Regions from separate parts of the Macaca mulatta genome. Here region 1 is linked to region 2. A link is a contact called in public Hi-C data. All regions are on one chromosome and are shown on one strand. The core of a region is the stretch at or near the end of the contact, and the rest is flanking DNA. Distances in the headings are between cores, read along the strand shown. Region 1 overlaps PTPRN2 (protein tyrosine phosphatase receptor type N2). Region 2 overlaps PTPRN2 (protein tyrosine phosphatase receptor type N2).

Region 1 (3,107 bases), core at 555-3,054, 320 kb before region 2:
TTAAGCTCCCAGAAGTTAGCATTTCCAGGCAGATCCAGCCTGATGGTTTCCTACGTCACACACAGGGATTTACATACTTCCAGTTATAGATTCCATCAGAGCACGCACACTACACCTCAGTCTTCTCCGGCCCCCTTCACCGTGTGTTAGAGACATACAGGCAAGAAGCTTTTCCTTCTGCAGACCTGTTGTGCTCGTTTGTGTGTCCAGCAGAGCCTGTGAACAAGCACGCAAACTGTTCCAGTTACCCGCCACTTCAGCAGCACATGTGGCCTGGCTGCAGCTCCACACGTTCCTTGAAGAGGAATCAGCCTGGTCCTTTTAAATTCCCTTTACCAGCCATTTAGAAGTCTGCAACGCGTTCCCCGTCTTGGCCCTTGATAGCTCAGAATCTCCGGGAACTTTCAAACCCACCACTCGCTTGGCCCCAGAAACTGTGAGGTGCAGGTGTGCTGGGCTGCCGAGGGCTGCACGTGGAATCCGAGAGCAGCTTCACGACACTGGGGAGTGCACGTCCAGGCCCCACCCCACAACGACGGACTTTTCTGCCCCTGTCTCTGAGCAGAGGCTTCCAATGTGGAACTCCTGGGGCTGACTGCAACGCAAAATAAAAAGAAGGGGACCCCAATGGGCACAGCCTCAGGTGACTTCTGTCTCGGAAGCTCCTTGCGTGTGTGAAATCCTGAGGTGTGAGTTGTGGAGCCGGGCGGAGTCCTGTGTCCTTCTTTCCCTGCTGGCTGCCCAGCCCTGGCTGGATGCTCCTTCTGTGTGGCACCCCGGACTCCTCTGATTAGGGTCTCCACATGGGCTGCTCCTGGGGAGTCAGACATTCCCTCCTGTTCCAGCCCCGTTCTCGGCTGCTGAGTTAGTCAATGTCAATGCCGAAACTGTGTGGTTAATACAGAAATGAGAAAAAAGACATAAATTCTCATGGGGCATTTTAAAAGCTGACCTTGCCCCTTAATGTGGCTACACCCCATTTCAGAACTGCCTCTGCCAGCTCAGGCCTGGACTCCCTGCACACAGGAGCTCCTGGGCACGCCTCTCTGCCCCCAAGCACCGGGGTGGAGCCTGGAGCTCAGACCCTTCTCTCTGCTCCTGGGTCTCATCCTCCCCTCCCCAGGGAGGGGCAGGGCACTGGGACCCTCAGGAGCACTGGACTCCCTGGGAAGCCTCTCTCTAGTGATTCCAGCGGGGCCTCTTTGATGTTCCTAGCTGGCAAAGCCAAGCTTTACAATTACCATGGCCCTTTCTTCTGAAACAAGCTCCTTCATTTTGAGCCACTCTTGTCAGCATGTGCTGGCGTTCATTTGCAGATGCACCTTTGCTATCGTTTTAAAGCAAAAAAACGCATTTCAAGAAGCACCACTGGGCCCTTTGCCATGGTGTTTGTTAACGTTATTAATCTGATTTAAATAAAAATTATCCTTTATATTGCTTCCCACATAGGCACACTTTTTTTTCTCTTTAAAATTGAAAGGTTCTACCAAACACGATGTTTTCCTTTCCTGCAAGGATGTACGGGGCTGTTTCAATACAGATTTAGTGAGAGTGCAGCAGCAAAGCACTGTAGGTGGTGAAGCCCGGTTATCGTGTGTATGATTAGTTTCACCTTGTAGCTGTGTCTCTGAAAATGCAATTAACAGTTTCATATTCAGCGCAGCCAGCTTTTATTCCTGCCGCATGGTGTGCAACATTTGCATCATAAAAAAAACCTAATTGGTAAACACGGTCTTGCCAGCGTCTCTGGATCCACCCAATTCTCTCCACGTTAATTGGCTCAGCTTCAGCACATGCTGGATGGAATTTCAAAGGACGCCGCAGATTAGAGAGCTGGCAAGCACTTGTGTTTCACGGAACCGACTCCAAGGAGACTCGGGGAAAAATATTTTAAATTAATGCCAATTGCAGGCGACTTGCTTGTCCAATTGTTGCCATGGAGACCGTTGTGTCTGCTAATCTGATGGGTGTGTGTGTGTTTATTGGGATCCGTCTCTAATGACCTTCAGAGAGGAAGTCAGCCGTGCTGAGCTCCGCGCCTCGGACAGGGTGGCCACTGAGTGGCCCTTCTCGACTCGGCCCTTCTTTGGTGACTTTCTCACACTCACAGCCCACCCCCTTCCCCTTCCGCCAGGCTCGTCTGTGCTGTGGGCCCGGCGTGGCACAGGATAGGGTCTAAGCACACACAGGCCACACAAGGCATCTGTGGCTTGTGAAGTGTGACGCTCTGCCTGTGTCCCTGGGGCAAGTCATCCAGACCTCCGGAGCCCCTGCCCGTCCTCCCCACCTCCCCTTGTATGAAGAGACTTGGAATCATCAGGGGGCTCCTGAAATCGGAAGCATCGTTTTCTTTTCTCTGAGAGGCATCCGTGTGGATTTGCTGATTACGAGTCTGAATGAAGAGTTCTTGGGAGTGGCTCTTATTCCCTGAATGAGGAAAAACAGCAGGTGTCAGTCCACGCACTGTACATGTTTTCCACCGAGGCCCCTAGAATCTGAAAAGGCCACGCAGGCAAGACACTGGGGCCACGGCTGTCCCTGCCACATGCGAGGAAAGAGCTCAAACCTCCTCCCCAGGGATGTGACTGAGGCTTTCTTAGCAGAAGCTGATCCTTTCGTTCCCCCTCCTTCTTGATCCCGGCTTCCGTGTCTGTTTTTGTCTTAATTACTAGGCTATCGTGAATGGATGTGTTTCCCTTAGTGTTGGATCTGGGACCATCAGACAATTGTAATAGACAGACATGTTTGTTATTTGTTTTGAACTCCTAATAATAGCTGGTTGCTTAATTGCAGAAAACAGGAAGAGAGACCTCGTATGTTCTCTGCTACCGGCAAAAATCAGTTCTCTTTAGTTAAAAATTAACAGTATGAACTGCTGGTGAGTAAAGAGAAAGGGCGTGCTTTCCCCCGAAAGTGGATTCCAGATGCACATACAGGGGCGAGGGGTGGGGGGCGGTGAGGACCTTTCTCTCTTCCTCCCACCCCTCCCTCTACCTCCCTCTCACCCTCCCTCTCACCCTCCCTCTCTCTCTCAGCAGCCCTCCTCTCACTTTTTCCCTCTCTCTCCCCATCTCTCCTCTATTTGTCACAAATTAACTAAAAGGACC
Region 2 (3,602 bases), core at 162-2,661:
GGGCAGCGAGGGCAGGACGCCCCAATGCCCCAGCGGCCGAGCCCGCGGCCTGCGCGCGTTCCCCGAGCCTACCCTGTCGACAGCGCGGCGCAGCCAGACCCTAGGGCGCTCCCAGCACCGCGGAGGCCGGGCCTCCAGTCCTGGAGGGGATTCCTCTGTCGCCTCCCAGCTCCCGCGGGGAGTCCCAGGAACACCCCCCCCACCACCACGGGCACACACACACCAGACACGCGCGCACACACAGACGCGCGCGCAGGCCGTTGCTATGGAGAGGCCGGTTACCAGCCAGGCTGAGGGCAGCAGGTCCCCTCCTCCGAACCCCCTCCCCTCCCCGTCCCTTCTCTCCGCTGTCTTCCCCTCTTCCCGCCCTGGCTCCCGAGTCCTCCTCCCGCTGTCTCCGGCCTCCCGCCCCCCAGCGCCACCTCCCCTCCCCTCCTTTTTCTCTGCCCAGGGCCGGGCCTGGGGTCGCCCTGGAGTCTGGCTGGGGACGCCGAGGCACCGGAGGAGGGTGGCGGGGAGGGACAGGAACCGCTGCCACTAGACTCTTTGCCCGAGAAGGTCCCTGGGAGGACATCCCGGGCGCTGGGGGAACCCAGGTACGGCTTCTCTCTGACCTGCCCGCCGCCGCGCCGCGCCCGAGTCAGAGTGCGGGGATTTCTGCAGGCCTTGCCCTGGGCATGGGGACCGAGAGGGCCAAGGTGATGTACCCCCTCCCCGCCTACTGGGGGGTTCACTCATGGGCAGAGGACCCCAGGGACGCTGCAGTTTCTAGCCTCTCGCGCCCCCGCCGAGCCGCACCGGGCCTCCTGCAGCCCGCTCAGGCCTGAGGGAACCATGGCCAGACGCGAGGCCACTTCTTTGCCCTGGGGCTTTATGAAGCGCTCTGGCCTTGCCCTATAAATACAAAAATAAATGCAGAACTCAGCCTGGGCCTGCGGTCAGAGGAAATGGGGTCCTTCAGCCACTTTTAGACAGGGGCCTGCAGCGGACGGCAACGTACTCCTATCTGTGGACGACCCCCGCCCCCCGGGGCTCGCCCCCAGGTTTTACAGAACTTGGTTTGTAAGAGAAAAGCGCCAGGCAAGGCCCTCTGCGCGAGGCAGGTCTAGGGGCAGCGCCAGAGTGCAAGGGAGGGGAGGGGAGACGGTGGAAGCGCCGCCTGGGCCTGGCCTGGGGAGGTGGGGGGTGTGGAGGGGTTGGCCCCGGAGGGGCCGGGAGCGGGCGCCGCGGGCAGCCGGGTGTGCGGCGGGAGGGGCGTCGAGTGGCGCGGGCCGCCGTCTCCAGCTGTCCCGGGCGCAGGGAACAATGGCCAGGCGGTGGGAGAGGGGGGCCTAGGAGGGGGCCGCTGGGGTTTCCAGAAAAGGAGAAACTAAAGAGCCCTCCGCAGACTGTCATCTGCGTGTGACAAGATCTGCGCCCCCCTCTTCCTTTCTTCTCCTTGTTCCTGCAGCTGTGGGCCTCGGAGAGCGCATTGTACACACAGATGTTGGGTTTCAGCTCTCCGGCTCTCGCCAGCTCCGCGGGGGCGCCGCGCACCGGGGTGCCCCAACCTGTGGCTGTGGCCGGTGGTCCAGGGCCTGGGGAGAGAGAGTGTGGGCGGGGGCCGGGGGAGGGCGCCGGAGTCCGCAGCTCAGCGGTCCTAGTCGCCCCGAGACCCTAGCTCGGCTCGCGCGCTGCGGGCCTGACTGCGCCAGGGGCCGGGAGTATGTGGGGAGGCTCGAGCGACTGGGAGCGTGGCCGGTGATTCTGCTCCACTCCTTTCGCCCGCAGAGCGGTGGTCTAGGCCAGACCGTTGACCTGGGGAGGGGGAAGGGCAAGGACGCAGCTCACACGCCTGGGTTTTCACCGCCGTCTCCCTTCGGCGTTTTGGGCCAGCGGCCGACATTCGCCTGGACCAAACGGTGGCAAAGTCTCACCAGTTCCGCCTCTGGCAAGACACTTTCTACGCGCATCGGGACCTAAACACTCGGGACAGCCCTGGTAAAGTGAGCAGAGGGGCTCTCGTCTACTCGCCCTGCATCATTGGCCTGCTTCCATTTGGAAAGGGAGCAAAAAGGCCCGAACGGCCACACTGGAAAAAGACACTGGAAAAAGTAACTGGAAAGAACGATGTGCCGTGAATTTTTCTCTTGCCAAGAGTGGCGACGCACCCCACCCACCCCTCCCAGGACAAAGGTCACAGCAGAGCCGCGCGCCGTGACTTTTCTGGCCGAGGTCTCTCTCCCCTCGGTGCTACCCTGAACTTGCCCAGTATGAACGATGAAAGGCAGAAACACTGAAAAGAAAGAAAAGGCGAAGGCCTGGCTTCGGCGTGGTACCAATGACTGACAAAGCTGATGTCCATTCATAGTCTCGGGCGGGAGAGGGTGTTTGGAGAGCCGCGGCCCCTTAGCCAATTGCTGTCAGCAACATGTGGGGGGGGGGGACATCGCTATAGCAACCGGTGGCTGGGCCGCGAGCCGCGCCGCCGCCGGCCGGGTGCGCGCCGGGCCGGATATAAGGCGGGGCGCGGCGGCCGCGCTGGTTGGAGCTACGCGCGCGGCCGGCGGCCCTACGGGGACCGTCCGGAGCCCGCCCTGAGCCCGCCAGCGCCGCGCCCCGGCCCAGCGTGCCTAGCCCGGGGGCCGGGCCGGGGCGGAGCACGCGGAGCTGGGCCCAGCGGCCGCGCAGAGCTCCGGCGCCTGCGGGCTCCGAGCCCGTGCCGCCGCGCAGCCGCTGCCGCTGGAGCAGCGACGCGCGGCACCTTTGTCTCCACCGGCCGCCCTAGAAGTTTGTGGTCAGAATCGGATGACCCCGCTAGTCTGTGGTTCCAGTGCAGGGAAGCAGCTGGCTGAGATGATGGCGCTGCCGCTACCCGCAGCTGCTGCGCCCCGAGGCCGCTCGGCCCGGCGCACGCCCCCACCTCCTCCCGCGCGGGCGCTGGGCGCCGGCCCAGCTGCAGGTAACCAGGGGTGCCGGGCGGGGCGCGGGCGCTCGTGGTGCGGTTGGGTGGGCCCTGGAAGAGGCGAGAGACGCTGGGATGGGGGCGGAGGGAGCAGGAGGGGCCCACGAGGGCATCACCAGGCGCGTAGGTGGTGGGGCGAGGAAGAGAGCTTTCGAAGACTGGAGGGCGCGCATGGGGGCTCGAATGGGCAACCAGGACGTCCGAGAGCTCAGTGCAGGGGGTCTCTGCATCTCCGCAGGACTCCTGTCAAAGGCTTGGGCTGGCAGGGGAGAGCTGCGCCTGAGATCATGCCCAAGTGGGTCTAGGGTGGGCATGTGAGGAGGAGCGGGCAGAGGGCAGCTCTTTCTGAGCGCACAGATTGGGAGGGGTGGCAGCTGTCCTGGCCCAGCGCCCCGCGGAGACCGCCCCAAGGAGGCTAGGACCTCCTGGACTTCTCTCCAGCGCTCTTCTCTCGGCCTTTCGCATTGCTCCCCACTCCCTGCAGTTCCGACCATTGCAGGGTGCGGGGGGCGGGGGGGGTGTGCAGGCACGGAGATGGGAGGCGTGTGGGAAAGGAGGAGGGAAGGGGCGAGCAGCCAGGATGGAGAGGAGCCAGTGTGGGCGCATTTTCTTCCTAGCCCATTTTGGGGCGCTCTTCGCCCTCCTCACCAGGGTCCGG

Evidence for each region. A called contact is a pair of places that touch in the nucleus more often than the background predicts.
Region 1: a Hi-C map of fetal cortex germinal zone shows a contact between it and region 2, with 4 times the contacts expected there. The contact joins two enhancer-like sites. A contact is called at or near these places in 2 of 14 Hi-C or Micro-C datasets (fetal cortex germinal zone and fetal cortical plate).

The regions. Positions count from the first base shown.
Region 1 is chr3:197,481,383-197,484,489 of T2T-MMU8v2.0, reverse strand. The region is part of intron 12 of PTPRN2 (protein tyrosine phosphatase receptor type N2); the gene reads left to right. Among named protein-coding and RNA genes, the nearest start is that of MIR153-2, 440 kb to the right of the region's middle. Within about 2 kb of position 1,804, at least 10 of the 40 cell types and tissues checked have an H3K27ac peak or open chromatin away from gene starts, as enhancers often do. A contact at or near this core is called in fetal cortex germinal zone, where this site is marked.
Region 2 is chr3:197,156,835-197,160,436 of T2T-MMU8v2.0, reverse strand. All of the region lies in intron 13 of PTPRN2 (protein tyrosine phosphatase receptor type N2), which reads left to right. Among named protein-coding and RNA genes, the nearest start is that of MIR153-2, 110 kb to the right of the region's middle. Within about 2 kb of position 1,411, at least 8 of the 40 cell types and tissues checked have an H3K27ac peak or open chromatin away from gene starts, as enhancers often do. A contact at or near this core is called in fetal cortex germinal zone, where this site is marked.